3 separate regions of the Mus musculus genome follow, and regions 1 and 3 are each linked to region 2. The links are chromatin contacts, called in public Hi-C and Micro-C maps. All regions are on one chromosome and are shown on one strand. Each heading gives the region's core, a stretch centred on a gene start, on an enhancer-like site or on the middle of the called end of the contact. The rest is flanking DNA. Distances are from core to core; before and after follow the strand shown. Region 1 overlaps Gm35880 (a long non-coding RNA gene). Region 2 has its middle 95 kb from the start of Gm35803. Region 3 overlaps Gm35880 (a long non-coding RNA gene).

The links. A called contact is a pair of places that touch in the nucleus more often than the background predicts.
Region 1: a Hi-C map of the N1E-115 cell line shows a contact between it and region 2, with 2.0 times the contacts expected there. The contact joins two enhancer-like sites. A contact is called at or near these places in 2 of 484 Hi-C or Micro-C datasets (the N1E-115 cell line and liver) and 1 of 115 datasets of contacts at active chromatin or transcription factors (fibro-adipogenic progenitors).
Region 3: a contact with region 2 is called in a Micro-C map of macrophages, with 4 times the contacts expected there. The contact joins two enhancer-like sites. A contact is called at or near these places in 5 of 484 Hi-C or Micro-C datasets (the N1E-115 cell line, bone marrow-derived macrophages, embryonic stem cells and 1 more), 2 of 115 datasets of contacts at active chromatin or transcription factors (bone marrow-derived macrophages and microglia) and 1 of 9 other capture datasets (bone marrow-derived macrophages).

The regions. Positions count from the first base shown.
Region 1 is chr1:64,222,403-64,225,761 of GRCm38.p6, reverse strand. The region is part of intron 1 of Gm35880 (a long non-coding RNA gene); the gene reads right to left. Among named protein-coding and RNA genes, the nearest start is that of Gm39654, 32 kb to the left of the region's middle. Within about 2 kb of position 1,816, at least 60 of the 459 cell types and tissues checked have an H3K27ac peak or open chromatin away from gene starts, as enhancers often do. A contact at or near this core is called in the N1E-115 cell line, where this site is marked.
Region 2 is chr1:64,372,368-64,375,599 of GRCm38.p6, reverse strand. No RefSeq gene overlaps it. Among named protein-coding and RNA genes, the nearest start is that of Gm35803, 95 kb to the right of the region's middle. Within about 2 kb of position 1,424, at least 34 of the 459 cell types and tissues checked have an H3K27ac peak or open chromatin away from gene starts, as enhancers often do. A contact at or near this core is called in the N1E-115 cell line, bone marrow-derived macrophages, macrophages and 1 more, where this site is marked.
Region 3 is chr1:64,188,250-64,191,377 of GRCm38.p6, reverse strand. The region is part of intron 1 of Gm35880 (a long non-coding RNA gene); the gene reads right to left. Among named protein-coding and RNA genes, the nearest start is that of Gm39654, 66 kb to the left of the region's middle. Within about 2 kb of position 1,702, at least 105 of the 459 cell types and tissues checked have an H3K27ac peak or open chromatin away from gene starts, as enhancers often do. A contact at or near this core is called in bone marrow-derived macrophages, macrophages and microglia, where this site is marked.

The sequences.
Region 1 (3,359 bases), core at 567-3,066, 150 kb after region 2:
GTGGCTCTAACAGGTTGTCTTTAAAAGCCAATGTAGGTTTGTGATCAGAGCGTTTGGTCTCTGTAAACTCCCATCCTTAGTCTTGTGGAGAACAAAAAAACTTCCAGGGTAGGAGAGCAATTTACAATCCAACATGGAGGTTGTAGGGCTGGGGGTAGGTGTACAGGCAAACAAAGTAGTTCATTGAACTCAAGACCAAGGAGCCCCTCCCCAAACTTCTGATACTTTGTGGTTTTATCTTTTTACTAAACCACAAGCCTAATGTCCATGCAGATGGACCTACCGTGTGTGCCTCTCCCTTCCTGGGAACAGGTAGATGTAAGGGTCAGTGTGTTAGCCACCAGCCCTTTCTGAGAGCTCAGCCTCTTTCTAGAACATGCTTAATGTTATCCGTCCGTGTACTTTACTGGTGTTTAGGAGAAGAAAGCAAACAAAAATAATGGACAGGACAGTGCAGGGATATTGTAAGTGTTTTCTTTACAAGCATTTGGAGATGAGAAGGGTAAACGATCTATTTCCTCACAGAGGACCCTATACATTAGAGCTAAACTAATATTTGGAGGATGATGATCGTGAAAATTTTAAAGGAATCCCTCTGGGGTTGGGATAGAGAATGCTTCTACATAAGATAGATATTTACAGCTAAATGGAAAGAGCAGAAGGTAGAGGAAACAGGCCACGGGGCTCCCTAGACTTGCCATGTGTTCTTATACATCATGGTCCTTTCTTTGAGAATATATAGCTTTTTGTTCTATCCCCTTTAGCCCTTGCCCTTGTACCTGTGTCTCCTGCCTTCTTTCCACCCTCCATGTACTGTTGTCTCAGGGGGCTAAGTGTCCTAGATGCTCACTGGTTTGGGAAGAAGAGCTGTTCTTCCTGACTTTAACACTGTCAGGTTTCCCAATACACATGAAGCCTGACTGAAGAGTCAAGTTCTGAGCTTGAGTAACAAGGGGCCTGATCTGTCTCATTCCTCTTCCCATTCTTAGCATATTCTTTCTTCTCTCTTCCCTGTGCACTCAGGATTTACCTCAGGAGCTGCCCTCAGGACCACGGGAAGTGCCCAAATATCTCTGGCACAGTTGTAACTGAAACTGTTGCAGGTGGCTAGCTGCCATGAGAGCCACTCAGTTAGGTGACATGGTATCCATGGGAGGGGGCAGGGCGGGGCGGGGGAGAAGGAAGAAGAAACAGGGACATCAAAAGAAGAGAGGTAGGCAGATCAGGACCGGGTTTCTTGATCATTCATTTCCAAACGGGATGGCAGAGTCTGAGAATGCGCAAGGTCCAGGCCTGGCGTGAGTCAGCACCAGGGCTGCCTACTGCCAGTTGATTACATTAGCGTTAGTTAGAAGCCAGGAAGGAAGAGGAGATGCTGTATGTAGGATAGATGGAGAAGGAAGAAAATTGTCTTCATATCTTTTGAATTATTTATGACCTGGAAGTTTACATGCTAAAGTCTAACCGTAGAGACCTGATGGGGAGGGCTGGGAAGAGAGCTCTCCCTTCCCTTAAAGCCACAGAGCGCATGCTTTGGGTCCCCATGGAGGACCAGGAGAATGCTAACAATGACAGAATCTCTTGGAGAAAGTGGAGCCCTCTTAATTTGTATTGTGACCTTGAAAGCAGAAACGCAGCCCAGAACCCTACTGCCATCGGGCGCAGGACCGCAGATTTCCCAGGAGCCTCTGGAGCGACGGACATAAACCTGTGAAAGCACCGTACTTTGATTTTGTCGAGTGGTAACACAGGATGACTGTCAGATCAGTGGACAAAGGAGATCTTCGCCTCTGGCTTCCAGCCAGATGGGAGAGAAACAAAGACTTCAGAGCCCTGGCTTTCCATCCCCCACCCTCTCCCTCCTCCCTGTGTTTTTCTCTTCCTGCCTTAACCACTTAGAGACCATGCTTGGGATAGAGCCTGCTGACTGCTCTTATGTTTTGGGAAATCATGTCTAATCACACGTATCCCTGTGAATTATGTCAGAAAGGGGCCCTTCCTTTTGAGAAGTGTTTAAATGTAGAAGAGAAAGCCTTCCACCATGCCTGCTGCAGAGGCGGCTTGTGGCTAGGGATGCACTCCAGTTGGGTGCCTGAGTGGCCTTGTGGGCATCTTTGTTTATGGTTCCTCTGACTACTGAGGGCAGTGTAGCAATCTGAATGCCCACCAGAAGGAGTTGCCTCTGATCCTCACCCAGATTTGAAGCTTTTGTCTGGGAGCCCCCTCTAAGAGGCAGAGACTCTAGGTCTGTTTCCAGTTGCAGGACAGGGTTTGTCTCTTCAGCCCACAGACCTCAGTGCAGTCTAAGGTTTCCACTGAAGTAAAGCCTAAGAGGCAATGCCTCTATCCCGGGGGCACTGGAAAAGGAAGAGGAAGGAAAGAGTGCTGACTGGTGGCCAACAGGCTCAAGGTGGCAGATACAGGACTAGCAGCAAAGAGCTGGACAGATGCTGCGTTGGAAGAGAAGTAGCAACAAGGCCGTTTCTTTGCATCATCACCACTGCTCAGTCATCCCTCCATGTAAACAACAGAGACAAGCCGGCTCCAGGGCTGATCCTCCAGCAAGAGCCACTTTTTGCAGTCAGTAGTGTTAAGTCCGGTATCTCTACCTCTGTAGTAAGGGCAGAAAGGAGCTGGTGCTTGCTGTAGACTGGGTAGATGCAGAACGAGTCAATGAGAGGCTCACACACATTCCTCATGAAAAAGCAGAAAGGAATACAGTATTGAACTTTCGCATGGGTTTCCCCTCCACCCCACTGCAACACCCAGGAACCTACGTGTCCCAGACCCTGTGAGGGGAGGGATTGATTCCTGCTGCCCAGATACCAAGCAGTACCTACTTCTCCATAGCTACATGGAATAAATTGAGGTCATTTTCATAATTTAGGCAAAAGCCTCCCTTTCCACTTGAATTACTGAGATATTTTAGGCAAGTGCAGCTTTAAAAAAAATTAAATAGCAGAACTTGCGTTTGGGAACTCATTAAAAAGCATTGAGACTTCCTGTATTATATCAGTTATAAACAACTGGGAAGAGAGAGGTCGCTTTTTTTTTTTTCTTTTAAGGAAATTATCTGGAAAATTACCCAGGCTTTTACTTCCTCCTTCTAGATGAGATCTGCTCAGGTTGCTTTCAAGACAGTGGCCTCATTAGAGTAAGCTTACATGATAAAACCAGGGAAATGAAAGGGCCAGACTCTGCTCTCTGGCTTGGCTCCTTTTGGCTTTCACTGTTTCCTTTCTGGTCATGCCTGCTTCTTCTTCCCTTGTGAGGAAGAAGCCCACCCTACATTCGAATTTTTCCCACTGGAATGCACTGAAAATTAATATTGCTGAGAGACAGACCAGGAGGACCAGAGA
Region 2 (3,232 bases), core at 175-2,674:
ATATTCCCAGCAGCTATGGCCTGGGAATCTTAAAGTCTGAGAATTCTTGGTTGGATTCAAAGTCCTTGGGCCATCCTTGCTTGATTGGCTTTACGATACCTCCGATTAAGGCAAATTGCCTCCAAAAAGAGTTGGGAGCTTAGTCAGGGTTTCTATTCCTGCACAAACATCATGACCAAGAAGCAAGTTAGGGTGGAAAGGGTTTATTCAGCTTACACTTCCATGCTGCTGTTCATCACCAGGGAAGTCAGGACTGGAACTCAAGCAGGGCAGGGAGCAGGAGCTGATGCAGAGGCCATGGAGGGATGTTCTTTACTGGCTTGCTTCCCCTGGCTTACTCAGCCTGCTCTCTTATAGAACCAAGACTACCAGCCCAGAGATGGCACCACCCACAAGGGGCCTTTCCCCCTTTATCACTAATTGAGAAAATACCCCACAGCTGGATCTCATGGAGACATTTCCTCAACTGAAGCTCCTTTCTCTGTGATAACTCCAGCTGTGTCAAGTTGACACAAAACTAGCCAGTACAGGAGCACAGACCCACAGAGTGGGCTAATGCTGAGAGGCCAGTTTCCACAGGCGAGGAGGACACCGTGAGCTGTTGTCACATAGTTTCTAGAGTCACCCAGAGCTCCACTTCCTGGTGGCGAGAGGTCACAGTTCTGAAAGATGTGCTGCTTGTTGACTCGTTCCGTGCATTTCCGGTGTGGATCTTGTGCCTTTCATTCAAGTTACTGACTCAGCTTAACCCTGCTTAGCTTGCAAGACCTTTCAGGGAAGTCAGAGCACGAGATGCAGTCACTGCAAGTTGTCACACATGATTAAGTAGCCAGAGGGAGTGATTTATGTGGAAAGATTAAAATCCCTAAATATGTATGGCCATGTGCTACTCTGATTGAGTGGGGCTTTGGGTATTTGGAAACTGCCCTGTGGGAAGTCTGCAGATTTCCACAGGGTGGGTGGGTGGGAAGTATTACTTTCAAGGGTTGACAGGCCACGTGGGTGGCAGAAATGTGACTATATGAAAATAGGGTGCTGCTTCCTGCTGGAGCCGAGCAGCTCAGATTCAAACAGGAAATTCTCGGGCATTATTTTGTCAGATTGGCTCTGGAACACTTCACCCGTGAAGGTGATATTCTGTGCCATCCGTTCTGTTCTCATCTCTGACCTTCCTGCTCTGTGGGTGGGGCTTCCTCCCCTTCTTCCCACTGTCTGTCCATGAACACCACTCCCTGCGTGCTTTATTCCTGCTTTGTTACTGACAACATCCTTACTAGCCTTCTTCCACCAGATCAGTCAAATAGACTATGAAGAGCCCTGACTTTGTTAGTCCTGGACTTACTATGTCCTAATCATAATCTTCCAGGTCACTCAGGATGCCACTGACCAAGCCATTAGTAATGGCTGGGATGACTTATGTAAGCAAGGATGTGGGGTCATCAAATAGAGTAAGAAGGCTGAAGCCACAGACAGAAGGACCAGCCTGAGTCACCACATTAAGACTAACGGGAGTGAAAGAGAAGCACTTTAGTAGTCTCACAGCATGGCAACAACCCCCTGGAGATTAGGCTTAAACAACAGAAACATTCTCTCAAGTTGTGGAGTCTGAAAGTCTCAGATCAGCTGCTATCTCATTTGGTTTCTGGCTTACCTTCTCAATATATGATCACATGGCAGAAGAGGAAGCTTTGGTATCTCTTCCCATCTGTGTATAATGTGTGCGCATATGTGTGTGTGTGTGTGTGTGTGTGTGTGTGTGTGTATGTACATGTACACAGGTTGAAGGGAAACTTCAGGTATTGCTTCTGCATCATCTTCTACCTTTTGAGACAAGGTTTCTGATTGGTCTGGAACTTTACCATGGCCAAGTTAGCTGGCCAGAGAGCGAAGAAACCTGCTTCTCTCTGACCCCCATAACTGGACTGAGTTCTGGATTATTTGACCTAAGGTCCTTATGCTTACAAGGCAAGTAAGCACTTTACTGACTGAGCCATCTTCCTGGCCTTTCCTCTTTTTATCAGAGTCTTATTCGCACACTGGAGTCTTATATCCGAGACTATATCTAGGCATAATTACCTCCCAGATTCTATCCCATTGGGACATAAGCTTTAGTATGTGACTCTGAAGCTGCTAGTGGTGGAGGGACCAGAGAGACACAGTTTTTAGTTTATGATGGAATACCTGAGTCCATGTCATGGTTTGTACAACCTGGTTACTTTATCATCAACACACTGAACACAAAGATGTTTTCCTAGCAGTTTTCTCTGAAGAATGAGCCAAAGGTAATGTATCTGTGTTTCTTCCACGCATCAGCAGGCTTCCTGAAGTCTACTGAAACTTGTGCATTCTTTCATTCTTCCCTTGATGGAGCTTGTGCTCCAGCCTGGTGGCACCCATATCATACCATGTCCTATGTCGTCACTGACCCTTTATTTCTAGATTATCTTCATGCTTACTAAGATTGTCTGCCACACTTTGCTTTTCTGATCATATCTACCTTAAAAGTCATCTCCTCTAGGAGGCCCTCTGGGATTGTGTTAAAAGCACCAAAGTGCCTTATATTTATCTGCATGTGGCAGAGAATTCAGTATCATATTTGTTTGAATTTTGTTTGTTTGTTTGTTTTGAGACAGGGTTTCTCTGTATAGCCCTGGCTGTCCTGGAACTCTCTTTGTAGACCAGGCTGGCCTTGAACTCAGAAATCTGCCTGCCTCTGCTCCCGAGTGCTGAGATTAAAGGCGTGCACCACCACGCCCAGCTTGTTTGAATTTTTGCTATCCCTTCTATCCTATGAGCTTTGGTCTATTGTTTTGGGTACATGAGGTCTAGCATACTGTTGACCACAAGGTAGATGATTAGTAAAGTTCAGCAAATTCATATATTTGCAGGATGAATAAGTGGTGGCATACAAGAGGATTCTAGCATGATAGTGTGTGTGTGTGTAAGCATCCATGGGATAAGAAGGCATGGGATCTCAGATGATGGGGCATTTTAAATGTCTATTTTATTGGACAACTGAAAACATGCATATATTTAATCATTTAGCCACAGTTGTTTTAGTTTTTTTTCATTGTTTTATTTTTATTTTTAGCATATATAAGAAATTAATGTAATAAACCAAATACATGGACAATAAATATAAGAATCATATGATCATCTCAATGGAAGCAAAAAAAAAAAAAAGTAAAGAAAAAGTCTTTGATAAGATTCAACATGCCTTCTTAATAAAAGC
Region 3 (3,128 bases), core at 453-2,952, 180 kb after region 2:
GCCCAGCACATGAAGATCTCTTATTCTACAAAGGCAGATCCACCACTCTAAACTGGGAGAGAAGGACCCTTTGTGTTAGGATTAAGTGAGGAAAAAGTCCTAGAAGAAGAGGAAAGGGTGAGATTCTACTTTCTCCCAGGTTAATCTGGCAACAGGCAAATGGAAAGAATAGCTCATGCATGGAAGCCAGTCAGCATGAGGAGATTTACACGAGTTTTCAAAATCTCCAGTACAAACAAGTTGGCCCCAAACCAAATTACATCAAGATAAGTTTAAAGCTCTTACTTGCCCTTTCATGGCGACTCCAGAATCAAAGCACCTCCTTCTATATGACAGTGAGTGTTCTAATCAAGGGAACAGAAAGGCAGAAGTGGAGAACAAAGTGAGAGGACTGCTCATTTCTCTCTTCTGATTTTTTTTTAGGAGGTCAGATAAGCAACCTAGTTCTGTCTTGGTTGAGTGACGCCATTTGGTTTGGGCTGTTGGATGTGGTGCAGTAAGGAATTCAGTACAAACCAATGGCTTGGGGGTTTTTGTTTGTTTGTTTGGTTGGTTTTGTTTTTTATTAAAAACAAGTACACGGAATAGCACATAGCAGTAGCATAGTATTGGCTATTTTTTGTTAAATCTTCTATCTCCTTTCGATGTTTGAATAGAAAACCCTGCCAGAAATATGTCACTTATTGTCAAATAACTGTCTCTCTGTCTTCACCACACTTGAGGAGAGCAAGACTATATGGGCTCAGATTGCTGTTCCAGGTAATGGTGTCAGCATACAGAAGTTGAAGGTTGCTTTTACAAAGGAAATCAGGAGGAAATGGAACTGGGACAAAACCAAGTGTCTCTCTCTCTCTCTCTCTCTCTCTCTCTCTCTCTCTCTCTCTCTCCTTTCCCTCTCTCTTCCTCCCTCCCTCCCATCTCCGCCTCTTCCTCTTCTTTCTGTGGAAGTGTCAATCTTTTAAAAGCCCCCTCCCCCAATAAAAGTAAAAGGAGAATCCGGAGGAGCAAGTGCCAGCCTGCCCATTCACACTCATCTGGGGAGAGGGGTTGGAAACTGCTAATGGAGGGGCCAGCTGCTATGGAAACTCTGCCAGGCTCCAGCGAGGGGCTTTTACTTGCCACTGAAACCCTCACTCTTGGCTTCAGCTAGAGCATGACTAAAGACACCAGGGGGGCGATCCTGAAACACTGGATAGAAATAAACCCCATTCCTGGGGCGAGGCAGCTAGCTCAGTTTACTTTTTGACTTAGTCTGGAAAAACAAAACAAAACAAAACAAAACTTAAAATACAGGCAAAATCTCTCTCCCTCTTAGGACCTGAGACCTTTGAAAGTCAGACTTTGTGTGTGTGTGTGGGGGGGGGGGGGTTAAGGATTAGAAACTTCCTTCTTCCCTCCCTTGCCTTGAAAAAAATATCCAACCAATATCAGTTTTAAGTATGCAGATATGCAGTTTGTGACATTACAGAGCAAAAAAGGGAGAGAGGAAGGGATAGGAGATAGTTCATCTTCATTGTCAATTAACTTAGATTAACTTAGGAGCCTCCTCTCTGAGCATGTCCATGAGGGCATTTCCATGAAGGTTTAACTGGAGCGGGCGATACAGCCTGAACTTGGTCAGTACCATTTTATGGACTGGGGTGCTGAGCTGAATAAAAAGGAGGAAGTGAGGGAGAGAGCGTGCTGAGTGCCAGCATTCATCGCAGTCTGCTTCCTGTCCACAGCTACCCTGTGGCCAGCTGCTTCACTCTCCTGCTGCCACAGCCCAGGCAGTCCTGCCTTGCTGGACTGCACTCACAGCTGGGTGCCAAGATAAACCATCTCTCTGGCGGGGTTGGGGGTCCCGTGTACCTCTCATTTAGCCCAATAACCAAAACAGCTCAGAGATGAAGTAGCTATCTTCTTCATCTTGTGAGTCTCTATTAATGGGTTCTTTCACGGATGGACTCATACTGCTATATTCAGCCTAAGCCAAATGGTTACTATTACCAAAGTAAAGATGCTACGAGGTGTAAGTATTTCTCATTCTAGAAGAAAAAGGAGAATGTTGTCCAATGAACTACCCTTTGGGGGAAGTTTGTTCTTGAGTGACTTGGATATCTCAAAGTGAATTAAGTAGTACTGGCAGCCTATTCAACCCCTTTTGCTCTGAAATGTTTTGAGGACATATATGGGCTCAGAACAGCACATGGCATAATGTATATCATCAGTGAATTCTAGCAATTTTGATGGATATCATTATTAAATTATAAAACTCTAAAGAGTTTATAACCACAGCATCTTACAGATGGAGAAACTGAGGCAAAGGGCATCTGAAACCTCGCTAAGGTCACATCGCCAAGCCAAAAAAAAATTGATGATCCAAGCAATAGGTCGTTCTTTTATTTAGTTTACAACTAAAATACTTTGTTAACTTTCACTGAAGAAGTTAATATAAGATCATGGATTTCTCTTCCCTCCTCCCTCCCTCCCTCCCTCTCTCTCTCTACACACACACACACACACACACACACACACACACACACATACATGCACACACACATGCACACAATACACTTCTTACATAGGGAATTCATACTTAAAGCAAACATAACACATACTGAAAGCCGGACATGTGTCACACTAGAAGCATTCCAATCCCTTTGGTAGTGATGGAGTCCTTAATTACCATGTGCCACTGCTGTTAACCTCTGCAAAAAAGTCTAATTATCAGAGATTAATGAACAGAGCTTAGGCACATGTGAGGGAGTGTTGCTGAGGGGTTTTCATTTCTGCATTTCATTATCTCCATCAATACTGCTGTTCCTCATGGACATGTTACAGAATTATTATTATTATTATTATTATTATTATTATTATTGTTATCACTTTGAGCTATGTTCTGTGAAACATCAAAAACAGAGAGCCTTTGAAAGAGCTCAGGGCAAGAATTTCTTTCCAGGAAATCTTTAGGAAGTCTGTAAACCGGGTGGCTGCTGCTGGCTGTTCACTGATGAATCATGCCACGTCGGTTCATAGGGAATAAAGCTTAGACGGTCGCCAAGGAAACAGGGTGATATTTTGGAAGTATCTGAAACCACAGTAAAATTTCTAGGAAAAAAAATCAATGTCTTAGTCAAGAGTCGGGT